Regions from separate parts of the Mus musculus genome. Here all the other regions are linked to region 3. A link is a contact called in public HiChIP or PLAC-seq, Micro-C and promoter capture Hi-C data. All regions are on one chromosome and are shown on one strand. The core of a region is the stretch at or near the end of the contact, and the rest is flanking DNA. Distances in the headings are between cores, read along the strand shown. Region 1 holds the start of Agtpbp1 (ATP/GTP binding protein 1). Region 2 overlaps Agtpbp1 (ATP/GTP binding protein 1). Region 3 holds the start of Ntrk2 (neurotrophic tyrosine kinase, receptor, type 2). Region 4 overlaps Agtpbp1 (ATP/GTP binding protein 1). Region 5 has its middle 6.8 kb from the start of Gm34788.

What was found. Promoter capture Hi-C pulls out the DNA fragments that hold promoters and counts their contacts. Hi-C and Micro-C count contacts between places; a contact is called where the count stands out from the background. HiChIP or PLAC-seq counts read pairs in DNA pulled down with a chosen protein or histone mark.
Region 1: a contact with region 3 is called in a Micro-C map of embryonic stem cells, with 6 times the contacts expected there. The contact joins the promoter of Agtpbp1 here to the promoter of Ntrk2 in region 3. A contact is called at or near these places in 3 of 39 promoter capture datasets (cranial neural crest, frontonasal cranial neural crest and hippocampal neurons), 2 of 484 Hi-C or Micro-C datasets (cerebral cortex and embryonic stem cells) and 2 of 115 datasets of contacts at active chromatin or transcription factors (astrocytes and embryonic stem cells).
Region 2: an H3K4me3 HiChIP or PLAC-seq map of forebrain shows a contact between it and region 3, with 4 times the contacts expected there. The contact joins the enhancer-like site here to the promoter of Ntrk2 in region 3. A contact is called at or near these places in 1 of 39 promoter capture datasets (hippocampal neurons), 1 of 484 Hi-C or Micro-C datasets (embryonic retina) and 7 of 115 datasets of contacts at active chromatin or transcription factors (embryonic basal ganglia, embryonic forebrain, embryonic hindbrain and 4 more).
Region 4: a contact with region 3 is called in a promoter capture Hi-C map of hippocampal neurons, with 5 times the contacts expected there. The contact joins the enhancer-like site here to the promoter of Ntrk2 in region 3. A contact is called at or near these places in 9 of 39 promoter capture datasets (cranial neural crest, embryonic stem cells, frontonasal cranial neural crest and 5 more), 9 of 484 Hi-C or Micro-C datasets (cerebral cortex, cortical neurons, embryonic stem cells and 6 more) and 8 of 115 datasets of contacts at active chromatin or transcription factors (SST interneurons, VIP interneurons, astrocytes and 5 more).
Region 5: a contact with region 3 is called in a promoter capture Hi-C map of embryonic stem cells, with 7 times the contacts expected there. The contact joins the enhancer-like site here to the promoter of Ntrk2 in region 3. A contact is called at or near these places in 8 of 39 promoter capture datasets (cranial neural crest, embryonic stem cells, frontonasal cranial neural crest and 4 more), 4 of 484 Hi-C or Micro-C datasets (cerebral cortex, cortical neurons, frontal cortex and 1 more), 9 of 115 datasets of contacts at active chromatin or transcription factors (SST interneurons, embryonic basal ganglia, embryonic forebrain and 5 more) and 2 of 9 other capture datasets (embryonic stem cells and liver).

The regions. Positions count from the first base shown.
Region 1 is chr13:59,555,997-59,558,696 of GRCm38.p6, reverse strand. Agtpbp1 (ATP/GTP binding protein 1) reads left to right here and starts at 1,395. Exons shown (of 26, transcript NM_001377097.1): 1 at 1,395-1,599.
Region 2 is chr13:59,466,435-59,469,134 of GRCm38.p6, reverse strand. The region is part of intron 22 of Agtpbp1 (ATP/GTP binding protein 1); the gene reads left to right. Among named protein-coding and RNA genes, the nearest start is that of Gm34788, 51 kb to the right of the region's middle. Within about 2 kb of position 1,299, at least 78 of the 459 cell types and tissues checked have an H3K27ac peak or open chromatin away from gene starts, as enhancers often do. A contact at or near this core is called in forebrain, where this site is marked.
Region 3 is chr13:58,806,377-58,809,076 of GRCm38.p6, reverse strand. It overlaps Ntrk2 (neurotrophic tyrosine kinase, receptor, type 2), which reads right to left and starts at 1,380. Exons shown (of 18, transcript NM_001025074.2): 1 at 1,064-1,380; 2 at 137-692. The coding sequence starts at 348.
Region 4 is chr13:59,504,697-59,507,396 of GRCm38.p6, reverse strand. All of the region lies in intron 12 of Agtpbp1 (ATP/GTP binding protein 1), which reads left to right. Among named protein-coding and RNA genes, the nearest start is that of Agtpbp1, 51 kb to the left of the region's middle. Within about 2 kb of position 1,391, at least 27 of the 459 cell types and tissues checked have an H3K27ac peak or open chromatin away from gene starts, as enhancers often do. A contact at or near this core is called in SST interneurons, VIP interneurons, cerebral cortex and 3 more, where this site is marked.
Region 5 is chr13:59,422,637-59,425,424 of GRCm38.p6, reverse strand. No RefSeq gene overlaps it. Among named protein-coding and RNA genes, the nearest start is that of Gm34788, 6.8 kb to the right of the region's middle. Within about 2 kb of position 1,329, at least 1 of the 459 cell types and tissues checked has an H3K27ac peak or open chromatin away from gene starts, as enhancers often do. A contact at or near this core is called in embryonic stem cells, where this site is marked.

The DNA of each region.
Region 1 (2,700 bases), core at 146-2,645, 750 kb before region 3:
CAAACCCTTGTGCTTCCATGCTTTTAAGTTATGGTCCTTGAGGCTGGGAACTCCCATGGGTCTGATAAGAGCTGGAGCCCAATCCTTCTCCAGGTGAGAAGGTTCTCACACTTGCTAAAGGTGCCATTCATCTGCAAGTTGTGTGTTTGCAATAACTTCAAAGCCAATGACGCTGTGGGTTACCCGGCTGTATGGGCCAATCTTCTGAGCCTTTGTTCTGACCATTAACCATACTTTGCTAAAGAGGAATTCAATTTATATGTATTTCTAGATTGCAAGTTGATTTAGAAACACGTTCTTTGAATAATGTCTCATGAATTTTGAACTACTAAATGTTCTTAGACAATCGTTTTCATTTTGGGGAGTTTGTGGTGGAGAGTGGTTTAAAGGTATTTTAAATACTTGAATCTATCATTATGTGCACATGTGTTATAGGTATGGGGAAAACCAACATTTATAAAATGGCAGTCTTTTGTTCCTCTCAGTAAAGACATCTGCCAAGAGCAAGTAGCATGAAGCACTGTTTCACACCTTGAATACGTTTTTTGAATTACCTCCACAAACCTGCTTGAACGAAACATAAGAACAAAATAAAAACCCCACAGGGCTCAGTTTAGTCCCCTATCATGCTGTGATAATTTTACATCCCTTACCAACCACCATAAACAGGGAGCATGGTCGATGCTCCTTAAAAAGGCAAATGATGTCTTTATTAACAATGTATCTCAGAGTATTTAAACACAGTCAAAACACAAGCATGCTCCCTACTTCTCCCCCACTGTTTTTTGCCTTTAGCTTCTGCACCAAGGTTTTCCATAACATCGTTTTGAAATGAATGGGCATGACATTTTGTTCGCAGTACCATCAGATAATCTCATTTACCTGGATAAATGGGCCATGCGCCACAGCCTTCACAGCCTGTTCTGGGTCAACTTGGGGTCAGGAAGGACTAGCCTCACTGTTTCCCAAGGTTTGATGGGATTTGGGAGCTACGCCCCCGGTTGGGAAGGAAAAAAGAAGGCGATTTGATGAACGTGTCGATCTGCTAGCGGGCTAACACGTTTACACTGGCCCACGACCCACAGGAACCCAAAGGTAAGGGCGCGCACCGCCGGTTGCCCACGCCAGAGTGGAGTCCTTTCCCTACTCCGCCCCACCCTGCCCCGCCCGCCCCGCCCCGCCCCTCCTCGCCCCGCCCCGCCTCTTGGTACCCACCCGACCTTGCGCACGCGCAGCTTGTCTTCCCTCCAGGCGTGCCGCCCCCGCCGGCGGGCACGCGCCCCGCGGGCCCCCCCCCCCCCCGACGTCCCGCCCTTCCCTGGAAGCGCCCTTCCCCCACGCGCACGCGCCCTACCGGGCGCACGCGAGCCGGCCCTCGGAGCCGTGAGTTGGGCGGGGCGCCGCGCTGACGTTGCCCGGGATGCGGGCATGTTCCGCGGCCGTCTTCGCCGCCTCCGCCTCTCCTGCCACCCGGGTTTGTATGAAAACGGCGGGCCGCGGGCGGCGGACGGCGGGAGAAGGGCGGCGGGCGGCGAGGAACCGCCGTGCGCCCCGGGAGTCCCGGGCGCGGAGGCCGAGCGCAGCGCCCAAGCCGAGCCGGTGAGCGTCCCCGCCGCCCGCGCGTCCCGCTCGCCGGCTCCCGGCGGCTCCTCGGTTCACTTGGCGGAGGCGAAGCGCGCTGCCAGGCGGCGAGGCGGGCAGTCGAGCGAGCCGGGGCGGTCGTCGCCCCGTGCACTCTCCTCCGCGCTCCGCTGCCCGCCACTCCCTGGCCTCCGCCCTGCCGCGCCCCGGGACCCTTTGATTGGCTGCTCCCTGACAGTTTAGCGCCGTGGACGGCAGTTTCAACACCTCCCCGGGTGGTCGGGGTGGACGTTGACTGTGTATGCTGGTCCGTGGATGATGCAGGTCTCGCACGGCGTGTGAGGTAACGACGGCGATCCCGCTGGCATGGCAGGCTGTCTGTGGCAAGCCCTCTCCAGGTGTTCGGAATGGTAACGGTGCCCATCAGGTACCCGGCAGTTCGCAGTCCACAGAGTCGAGTGGCTCTCCCGAGCGCTCGCTCTTCCTTGGCCAGCTTCTGACTTATTCTCACAGTTCTCCTTGCTTCCCTGAGAGAGGAAGTTATTTTTGTAATTGTGTTTTGGAAATGTTTCTGGTTTCGTTGGCTGCAGAAGAAATGATTTATTTAAGGCACTTTGAACGGTACGGATTTTAAAACAGGCCAGATGTCAAAACCAAAGTCCTGGAGATCTGTAATCAGATCCCTCTAATGGGCCGCACTTTGGCGATGCCTTAGTCCACCCGAGTTTCTCCTGGTTTGCTTGGTTTCTCGTTCTCCCGAGTCACATTCTACAATGGAGTTACACTGTCATTTTGAATGACCATAGAGTTTTGCCTTGAATTGATGGATCAGTGTTTAAAATTGTAATCTCTGTTGGACTCTGAAACAGACCCCTTATGTGTTTGACCAACATGACATAAATGTCAAATATATTAACGTAATTTAACCTTCTGTGGTATTTTTAGTTTCTTAAGATTTATACGCATATGCATATGTATATATACATATGTGTGTGTGCCTGTGTGTGCATGTGTGTGTGCACCATGTGTGTACCTGAGGAGGTCAGAAGAATGTGTCAGATTCACTGGAATTGGAGTTACATATGGTTGTGAGCCACCATGTGGATGCTTGGAATCAGA
Region 2 (2,700 bases), core at 50-2,549, 660 kb before region 3:
GGTGCCCTCTTTTATGTCTGTGTTCACCTTATTAGCAGTTGGAATCTTCGCTCGATATTCTGTGTATTCCAGTATCTTTGAACTCAGGCATGCAGGAGCTGTGATTTTTTTTTTTTTTTTTTTTTTTTGAGGAGTCCTGTTGCAGGTGTTTTCTAGCCAGGTTTCTCTGTTGCACTTGGAGATCTGTTGGTTTGGATGTATCTTCTGGTTTCTGGGGTGGGGATCGTTTATTGAGCATTTTACCCTTGAAGGCTAAATCTCACCCATGGAGACAAAAGCCAGTTGCCATCTTGGTAACAGCATACAGTAAGAAATTATTTAGTATAAGTGTGGAAATAGTAAATGAATGGAATAGGAGGAGACAGGTGGGCAAAGAGGAGAAGCAAGGTTAAAGACAGGAAATAGGCTGAGAGTAGAAATTAGCAAGAGATTAGAAAGATAAAGGAAACAGGAGGGGCTTCTCAATTACAGGAGATTTAAAAATCAAAAGTAGATAAGTGTAAGAAGCAATAGGAAACACAGAGTTGAAGTCAGCGCTGCAGAGTATAGGGAAAGGATGGCAGAGGAGAGTGGGGAGAAGCCAGACGGGAGGGCCCATGGATGGGACCAGCAGTGAAACAGTTAAAGGTAGTGGAGTGTGTGCGTGCCACTCCTGTGTACATGCAGCGGAGTGTGTGCATGCCATTCCTGGGTATATGCAGTGGAGTGTGTGCGTGCCGCTCCTGTGTACATACAGTGAATGTGTGCATGTTGCTCCTGGGTACATATAGTGGAGTATGTGGGTGTTGCTGCTCCTGGGTACATAGAAGGGCAGGGCTTGCAAGAAGGCAAAGGAAGATGACAAGGGTAAGAATTGCTGCTGTTGGAGCCACTTGTGCCTGTTTTCTTACGAACTGCAGATTGCCAGGTCCATGAGTAGAAGCAGAAGTTGAACAGTACACGCCTGTCTTTTCATGTGGTTTTTGCTGCTGTTGCGTCTGTATTAGATGAATGCTGGCCCCTAGAGCTATCCTCGCTGTGGCAGTGTTCCTTCTTGTTGAACCAGGGGCCGCTGCTGGCAACATTTAGCTTTGCATCTTCGAAAGGGAAGGCTCTCAGCCTCCTGAGGCTTCCAAATCCTGTTGGTTTTTTGGGGGTGGGAGGCGATGGTGGATGATGGCTGTTTTAGTTCAGTAGTATCTTTTAAATGCCTCAGGAATGTGTGGATCAGTCACAGCACTGGGACCTGTGCCCTCAGACTTTGAGGACTTCTGAGTACTACCCACGCTGCCAAGGGCTGCTGCTGTAGCCAGGAAGTACTCCCTGGAACGCCTCCAGCTTTCTATCACTGAGCAGCACAGCCTGGCTGCACTTGCTGTCCCGGGACTCAGAGCTATCAAATGCCAGGTTATTCTCAGTTGATGCTGTGCTTCTGGGCACTGATTGTGCTGCTCTCTCTCCTTGTGTATGCACTTGCCAACCTGCCCCTGGCCTCTGCTGCCTGCTGCCTGTCCCCTTCAGCCATCCATTCTCCCTCCTGTCCACACATCTTCTCTGCTTCCTCACTTGTGGCTGGTTGTTGGTCTCAGGTCCAGGGGTAGCTCAGTTTTAAAAGTCAGATTTGGCCTTAGGAGGCTTTAGCTGCTACCCCCTGAATCTCATGTTGTGACATGTGACTTCTAGGCACCGCTGACTGTTTGACAAAGGAATCAGCATCTTATCAAAACCCATGACTAGAGTTGAGGGTTGAGGGCCATGGGCATACCCCAAGGGCAGGACACTTCTGTACCCTCAGCCTGCCAGGGACCATTTCCTGACTGAGTCTTTCTCTGCCTTCTGCTTCTCACCTTTCTTCCTGGTCTTTTCAGTGCCCTTCCCCTCACATACTTTGTAGATTTCCAGAGGCGTCTCTGTGGGATGCTGTCTCTGTCTCTTAGGGGCTCACACATAGGTAACCTCTAGTCTTAATCTTCCTGGAATCCTGTGATTTAGTACCTTATATGTTATTTTCTGTTTATAAAAGCCAGCTGTTAATTTCAAAATCTTTTCTGTTATCGTTTATAGTGACTATAGTGTTAATGATTTATTCCTATTGCTTAGAATTTGTATGAACATTTTACGTTTTATTTATGAGTATTAATGGTAGGTCCTGTTCTGCAGGCTTTAACCTACTGTGTGGCCGCAGAAAGGCAGCAGTGGTATGTTGCCTATTTCACCCCAGAGTACGTATGTTCCTGTGAGACTCAAGCCCAGGGCACAGCACAGACACAGCCAGGGTGCTGTGGCACTGCCACGGGGCTTCACACAGTGTCTGTCCTCACCAGTCGTGCATTCCAGAGAGGGAGAGGGGGAGTAGGGTTAGCATGCTGGTTTTCATTCCTAAAGGTGATGCTCTTAAGAGTTTATTTAAACGTTTTGTGAATATTTCCTCATGAAAGCATTTTCATGTTCGTTTACATTAGTTAAATATTTTAACAGCCGTTTGAGAGTGTAATGACTGTGTCTGTACAGCTGAGGTAGGATCACATTCATTGTAAGTGTTGAGTAGGAGATAAAGAGTTGTAGCGCTCTCGGGTTAAGCGACACCTTGAGGATTTATCAATTCGAGCATTAACTATAAATCCTTCCCCAAATGGGTTTTTATTTCTTATTAAATTGATGGGTCTTTTAAATGAAATGACTAAAAGAGACAGCTCAATTGGCTTGATATTAACTGCATTT
Region 3 (2,700 bases), core at 131-2,630:
AAACAGACAGAGAAGTGACAGGTACCCCATCTCTCTGGTCTCTGACTTCTTGCCATGTGTGGGACAGCATCTGTCCCAAACATACACCTGCCTGATTCCTGAGGTGGGGACAGGAGAAAAAGTAAAAGGAACTCACATTTCCGTGATGTTCTCCGGGTCAACGCTGTTAGGTTCCAACCTCGGGAATGCCACGATGCCTGGAGAAGGCTCAGTACACCAAATCCTAGCGGAACTGCATTTGCAGGACGTCGGGCAGGCGAGAGAGGCCCTCCAGAAGCCCAAGACCAGCAGGCATAAGCCCCAGAGCCGCGCCATGGCGGGTCCATGCCACTTCAGCCAGGGCGACATCCCGAGCTGCCAGTGCCAGTCAGTCGGAGTGCGTGTCCCTACGCTGAGCCAGGCGTCCCCCGCCGGAGGGGGGAGGCCTTCCCTGCGCCCTCTTGCTGCTTGGTGCTGGTGGCCTCCCGCGGAGTGGAGCGTACCAGAGGCTGAGCCTGTCGGTGCTGGGGCTGAGCAGGTTGGCGCTGACCAAATGGTTCACAGTGGCTGGGACATCGCGGGCCGCTGCTCCGAGCCACAAGGCGGCTGCATAGTCCTATACGCCAGGCACCACTCGGTGGATCTCCCTGGACTCTTTGGGTCGCAGAACCGCTAAACCGGCACGAATATCGATATCGGTGCGCACCTCAGGGCTGAGGACAAACAGACATGGATGAGACTAATAGACCCCACACACCACCAACTGGGACACAGTCCCTCCGCGCTCTCCTCACCCTGAACCCCAAGCCTGGAGAATGAATGTCTGAGTGCCCAGCTCCCGCCCCGCCATCAACTTGCCCCTTAGTGCCCCCCCCCCGTGTGCCCGCCCTCCCTTCAAGCCTGAGGCCGAGGCATGAGAAGTCGGTAACGGGTCTTTGAGAGCAGATTCCATGGCATAGGCCAAGCCAAGGACCCTCCAAAGAGGCTGCGGCAGCGCTGGGGCCCCAATGATGCTGCAGAATCCTCCCCGGCCGCTGGGCGCGGGGGGAGAGGGGAGGTGGGCAGGTGGCGCGGCACATCCCACCTGGGGAGCAACTGCGGTAGCAGGACAGTGCCGGCCCAGGCCACCGAGGACTGTCCGCGCGGCTTCCCCGGCCTCCCGTAGCAAGCGCAGGGAGCAGAGCGCTGCAGAAGCAGCAACAGCAGCTGAAGCAGCGACTGGGCTCTAACCGGCGGCCGCCGCCGCCGCCGCCTCTGCTACTGCTGGCGAAGTGACGTGAGGGCTGACGCAGAGCAGGGGCAGAAACTCCAGAAAATTAGTATGAAATCCAAAAACACACACGCTCACACACGCGCGCGCGCACACACACGCACACACGCATAGCATAGCACCCTCCAGACAAAAGCAAGGCGGAGGGGAGGGAATCTGGGGGCGAGCGGGGAGGAGGAGGCTTGGTGCCAGCGGCCAGGCGCAGACAGCAGCATGTGGGAGTTCACACTCGCGCGCACGCACACACCTTGGCGGGGTAGCTGTGCGGGTGTGCATGTGTGCGCGTGTGCGTGTGTGTGCCCCCTTTAGACCCCGGTACATCTAAAATGCAGCGATGCTTCCTTGGTCCCTAATTCTTACATCTCTTCCACATCGCAGTACAGACTAGCTCCCCCTTTTTTAAATGGAAGCCCTGTTTGGTTAGGCTCTGAAAAAAATGCTCTGATTCGTATTGTAGGAATCCTCCCTTTTCCTTTTCCTTTCCCTCTCCCTCCCCGCCGCGTTCTTCTTTCTCACCATGCTCATAGGGGAAAGCAAGCTATTTCCAAAATATAGGGAAGACAAGCTACACCCCGTACAAAAATAAATATATAGCGCTGTACGTTAGTAACCAAGGACCATTGCCGGGTTCCGGACTACCTATTTAGGGGTGGATGGTTCCAAAGCTCTCCTGATGGGGTTTCTGCCAAGAGAGAAGTGTAGACAGCCTGCAGACACAAGTGTAGCTCTGATGGATCTTTCTCCTGCCGTTTGCGCCACAGAGAGAGCCCTGCGTGGGAAGGGAGCGCGCCGGCCGCGCTGTGGGTTCCCTAAATGCTTTGCACCGACCCTGGCCTGTGGAATGGATGGCTCCGCATCATCTTCTCTTATTCCTTAACCTGGCAGGATGCAGCCATTTGAGGATCACAGCTTCACTCCCCGCGACACCCACCCGCACGCGGAGCACCCAAGCCCCTGTCCCCTGCCCTGCCGTACCTTGCGCGTGTTCGTGTGCGCGCGTGCATGTGCGCCAACGTGTACCCTGCACCCGCGCTGCCCGAGGCAGGATGTGCTTCCAGCTACCGAGAGGCCGGGCTCCGGCAGCGCCCTAGAGTCTCAGTGGGGACACGTGAGATGATTCCGGAGGGTCGAGTGACAAACGTGCGGGTGCAGTTAAATGGTCGCTGCGGGCCATTCGCGAGCCTGATCTGAGCCTCCTCTCACCATTTGTAGCTGCGACCGCCCGCACATCCGCAGTCATTTAAAAGGGAATCTGGTAGATGCGCCGCAGTGCCTGACACTTTCGAGGGCTCTGGTGCCCCCGCGTGGGGAGAAGAAACCCAGCACGCTCCGGTACCTCGGGCCATTGCTACCACCGCATTAGGAACTGCGCTACCGGCGCACTGCAGCTCCAGATGCGCAACCGCCGCGCTGTGTGCACATTGCTACCCAGGCAGTGCGCCTCTCACCAG
Region 4 (2,700 bases), core at 142-2,641, 700 kb before region 3:
ATTCATCATCATTATGGAGGGAGCACGGCAGAGCGCAGGCAGACATGGTGCTGGAGAAGGAGCTGAGAATTCTACATCTTGACCTGAAGGCAGCAGAACATATATACTTGGGCATGCAAAACACTCATATACACGAATTAAAAGCAAGCCTTTTAAAAACTGTTGGAATACTACCTAAAGGACACACTGTCCTTTCCGTAGTCTGGGATACTGGAAGATGCATCTTAGTACTACAGAGCTGTTATCCCCACCGCCAGTGGGGTCTCAGGTGAGAGAGGGCTCCTGTGATGTTAGGATGCAGACCGTGAGGAGCTGGGGTTTGAACCTGACACATGCCGTGGAACTGGCAGGTTCACAGCTATGAATTAACCTCAGGTAAGAGCAGGGGTTGAAATGCTGTGGGGTTTTTGTTGTTGTTTTTATTTTGTTTCAGGGCACTTGGGAGTGGTGGAAGCCATACTTTTCACATTAATCTTCTCGAGTTCCCATCAAAGTACAAGACTTTAATGATAAACATTAAAGTATGTTTTGTTCACATCTCATGGTTCTAATTAAAAACCCCTGTGATGATCAAGAGCATAAAGAGTGAGGAGTGAGGGAGATGGGAACAGGGACTGATTGGGCTGCAGGAAAAGTGTTTGTGCATGTGTGCACATGTCCAAGAACGGCATTTGGGAGTTGATTAGATATGCCACCTCTTATGGTCCTTTACCTGAGAACACATGCCAAACCTGCAGCACAGTGTCAGCTTCCTGCCAGCTTGACACTGTGTGCTGTCCAGCTTATCTCTGGCTGCTGTGATGGCCTCTGTGGGGTTCAGTTTATCCTGTGATGGCCTCTGTGGAGTCAGTTTGTCCTGTGATGGCCTCTGTGGAGTCAGTTTGTCCTGTGATGGCCTCTGTGGAGTCAGTTTGTCCTGTGATGGCCTCTGTGGAGTCAGTTTGTCCTGTGATGGCCTCTGTGGGTTGTTTACCCTCTGCTACAGAGTCTACCCTCAGATGCTGCATTTCCATGTCTTTTACTTGGTCCATTCATTTGAAGCATTTCCACAGATTTCTTGGCTCTTGACATTGATGTCTTTGAAAAATAGTTCTTGGTGTCCATTCTTTCACTGAGTTAAAATTGCTCACATATTGTCTATTTTGCCTTAGCAAAACATTGATAATTACGAGAAAAAGTAGCACTTACTGAACATGGAACCATGTGCCAAGCCAGACTCTTCATGCACAGTAACCATCTGGTCCTCACAGTATTGGAGACACAGCACAGGGGCCAGTAAGCAAGGGCTTGGTAGTGTGGAGAGGGAGGGCACACTCATCACTGTGGCTCTGCTGTGTGCTCTGAGACAGGTCCTCTTTACGCCACGATGCAGAGCAGCCTCTGGCCTGTGTGGGGCTGGCTCCACACAGCGTCCCACAGGGATGGCTGTGCTGCAGTGGGAGAAGCAAGGCTGCTCAGCTGTGCTTGGCTTCCACACTGCCTCCCTCACTGTGTGAGTCAGTGTTTTTCCTGTAGGGAGTTTAGTCCAGGTTCTTTAGGTTCTAAACAACTACCTCCAGGGAGCCATAAAGGTCCACAGGCTATTCCTTCCTTGTTGTTCAGTGCCATCGCTAACAGTGAGCTAGCTGGATGCTTAGACAGGGTTTCTGTGTAGTCCTGGCTGTCCTGGAACTTGCTTTGTAGATCAGGCTGTCCTTTAACTCAGAAATCCTGTTGGCCTCTGCCTCCTGAGTGCTGGAATTAAAGGCTTTTCTAGTGAGAAAATATATCTTTGTAAAGTATTTTTTGCTTTAGATGATTATATGTTAAACAAGAAAATTAATACATTATTTGTTCATAGATTAAATATAAATACTTAGGTGAAATTGTATACTCATAAGTTAGTAATTACATTGTAATAATATATATGTAAATAAAGCCAATCTTTTATTCATAGAAATAACAAAACTTATTTATTGATTATATAAATGAAAGCAAATTCCTGAATATAAAATGTTGAAAAATATCTTTTTTTTAAGAATACTAGTTAATGCTCATATATGGACAGATACTACATATGAAGGATTTAAGGACAGTAAGATAAATTTGCTTTGGGGTTGAAAACAAGTAGTTTATTTTAATTGTAGATAAATAGGAAATTAAAAATGGGTTCCCATTTGAGAATTAGTATCTGGTATCCCTTTCTCCTTTCCCATCCATGAAGGTCAGAGTTTGTTAAGGATGTTGGGAGCCCTGCGGGTCCTAGGTGAAGTAACACTCTCCACACATGCTCTCCAGCCAGGGGCATATCTGCTCTTCCAGCCAGGGCTGCAGATTGTAGGCCAGAATGGATCACTGGCACGTCTCTTCTGTATGAGGATGTATTTGCTTTCTCTTCCCTCAGAGGTGCTGTTGGGGGCTTGTTCAGCTTGTTAGTCTCTTGCCCCTGCAGGCTAGCGTGGGCAGTGATGGTGGGCTGTGCACAGGTCCTGTTGATCATAGAGTGTGAGCCCTGCAGGCAGTGATGGTGGGCTGTGCACAGGTCCTGTTGATCGTGGAGTGTGAACATGTGTCTTGTCTCTACTAAAGCTTCATCCTGCCCTATAATGTCGACCTTGGAACCGCTCCATTTCCTTTTACCTTTCAGGTTGTCTGTTTCTGAGCTTCTTACCGCTGGTGTGCACCAGTCCCCACCCTTAGTCCTGTAGTATCATCTAGATT
Region 5 (2,788 bases), core at 80-2,579, 620 kb before region 3:
ACCCTGCCCCTCCAGGGGTGGGAGACATGTCAGAAGGAAGTACAGGAGAGTGTCAAAGCTAGAAGACAGACCTCTTGCATGATCAGCTTGCTTTTTCTGAGCTGTAGGGGTTTTTTCCCTTTTCTTTCCTGTCTGGTGGAATCAGAATAGTATTATTCTGGCTGGCTGCTGTACAGTCCTGGATGTACCCTGCGCATAACAAACCATCACAGTACACTTTAGTTCCTGCACTTAGCCGATCTGACCTGAGCACAAAGCTATGCAGAGAAGGGCACCCTGGATTCAGCATCCTGAGACCTGGTGATTTCCTTCTTAGCCCCAGTCTTGCCCTGGTTATCATCCTTGTTTAAAAGTCATCTTGTCTACCACACAGGTAACCACAGTGTGAGGCTGGGGCTCATGTGTAAGACCTCAGCTAAGGAACATGGGTGGCCACGGGGATTCAGCTGGGGGAAGCAGCCGTCCCTTTCTGCAGACATGCAGAATGGTGCCATCACAGCTGGCCACTGCTGGGTAAGGGGTAAAGAATACGTGGTTTATGCACAAGATGCGTAAAATTAAGCCATAAACAGCTTTGATAAAAGGTTGGACGAAATTACCCTGCATGAGTGGACAATGTGGCTCTGAGAAAATATGGGTTATTAATAAGTGAAAATTGAAGCACAAGACATGGGTATGAATTATCGGTCAGGAAGACTCCAGAAGAACCCAAACCAATACAGGCTATTGCTGCTGTCCTTGGCTACTCAGTATAAATATAGTAAGATCCAATTTCTGAGAACATCAGTCATTTTGAACGCTAGTCGGGAAGCAAGGCAGTAGGCAGCCATGGAGGCCAGAACAGCGGAAAGCACACATCTCTGGTTGCAAACAGGAAGCAGAGAAAGTTGAGCTGGGGATGGTGGGATGCTTTAAGCTTCACAGTCAGCCCCCAGTGACACAGATCCTCCAGGATGGAATACCTTCCAAGCCTCCCCAGGCAGCAGTGCCAACTGGAGAGCAAGAATTCAAATACCCAAGAATATGGGGGCATCTCATTTAAACCACCCCAGCTGCCGAACCACCGTTTGCCTTTTTTTTTTTAATTTTTTTAATTAGGTATTTTCCTCGTTTACATTTTCAATGCTATCCCAAAGGTCCCCCATACCCACCCACCCCCAATCCCCTACTCACCCACTCCCCCTTTTTGGCCCTGGCATTCCCCTGTACTGGGGCATCTAAAGTTGGCAAGTCCAATGGGCGAGGTGGAGGTCTCACTACATTCCTCTCATTGTCCTAGAATTCTTGGGCTTACACAAACCCTTTCTCTCAGCCTGTGGAGGAGCTCCAGGGCCCTGCCCCTGACACTGGCGGCACAGCTAGTTTCAACTTGAATCTCAGAGGGCCTGAACAATGCTCAGACCACACAGAAGCTGTGAACGCTTGCCCTTCAATTACTGTGCTTTGGACTTGCTGGCAAAAGGTGACCCTGGTTACCATTCCATTCTTAAATCAATTTTAGCATCACACAATTTCACACTAGCAGCCCCCGAATTGTGACACCGGGATTGGACTCTACTTTCAGAAGTTGTTTCAAATGCTCTCACTTGCAGAATCTTTTTCTCTTCTTTATTAATTCAAAGTGGCTCTTCCGAGTGTTCCCTAAAGGTAGCTTCTATATAAACACGTCCTTGTGGACCTGTGTCCTTGGGGTTGCTCTGCTGGCCACAGGTGCTAGCAGAGATACCAGTAGCTCCAGTAGACAGGAGTGTCACCTGAGCTGCACAGCACGGCTTCCATCCTGCCGAGCCAGAATTCCCTTTACCTTGTGCTTCAGTTTATTGTCAGCGCCAACAAAGCTGCCTTGAAGCTTTTTTTTTTTTTTTTTTTTTTTTTTTTTTTTTTGTGGTTGCACCTGCTGGAGCTTGGCTGTGAGGTTTTGGATGACTGGTACACTCAGTCTCTACAGGCACCATCTCCCGCTCAGCAGCCTTCCTGGCTCTCCCCATCCCAAAGCTCCACAACAGGTAACCCACTGGCTTGGAAGGTGCTTCATCCTTCCTGTTCATGTAGGCCCACAGTCGAGTCTTGCCTGCATCTGCCCATTCCATGTCCTTGCCTTTCGGGGAGGATGGGGGGCGGTGGCTTGTGTCTCCTGGACCAATCCCCTTCCAATGGCGGATCTGAGGCATAACTCCTTCAGCCGTCCTTTCACAAGCTGCTTTCCTGTCTATCCAGTTTCTCAGAGACACGGTTGTTGAGACAACTTTCTCTCTGCAGGTATGGTCTTTAAGGGCTCTACTCCTTTGACAGTCAGGCACGTATCAGGTTACATGACAAGGTCCCATAGGGTATGAGGGGGCGAGGGGATGCAAGGCCAGCTAGATTCCTAGGCAGAAGAAGTCTCTGGGGGTGGGAGGGCATAGTGAAGTCTACTGGTTCTCATGACTTTGACCTTGGTGACCAAGCTAGCTCAGTCAGTCACCAGATTCTCCAGCACAGGAATGAGGATTAAAAAGAAAAAAGACAATTAGACAACATTGTAAGCATGACCCCATTCAGTTCTGAGACTGAAGGCTGGTTTATTTTTTCCCAATCCACTTTTATACCATTTTAATTACATCCAAGTAATAAGGGCGAGCAGTACAAGAAGGAACAAGCAAGGCAGTAAGCAGAGTCCCGTGGTCACTCCTGTGATCGCTGTTTCTGAGGGCTTGTTGGGATGAACAAGATATCTGAGCCTACTTCTTTGTCCAAGCCCCAAATCAGATTCCTGCCTGAAGCCTACTTCTTTGTTCCAGCCTAAAGT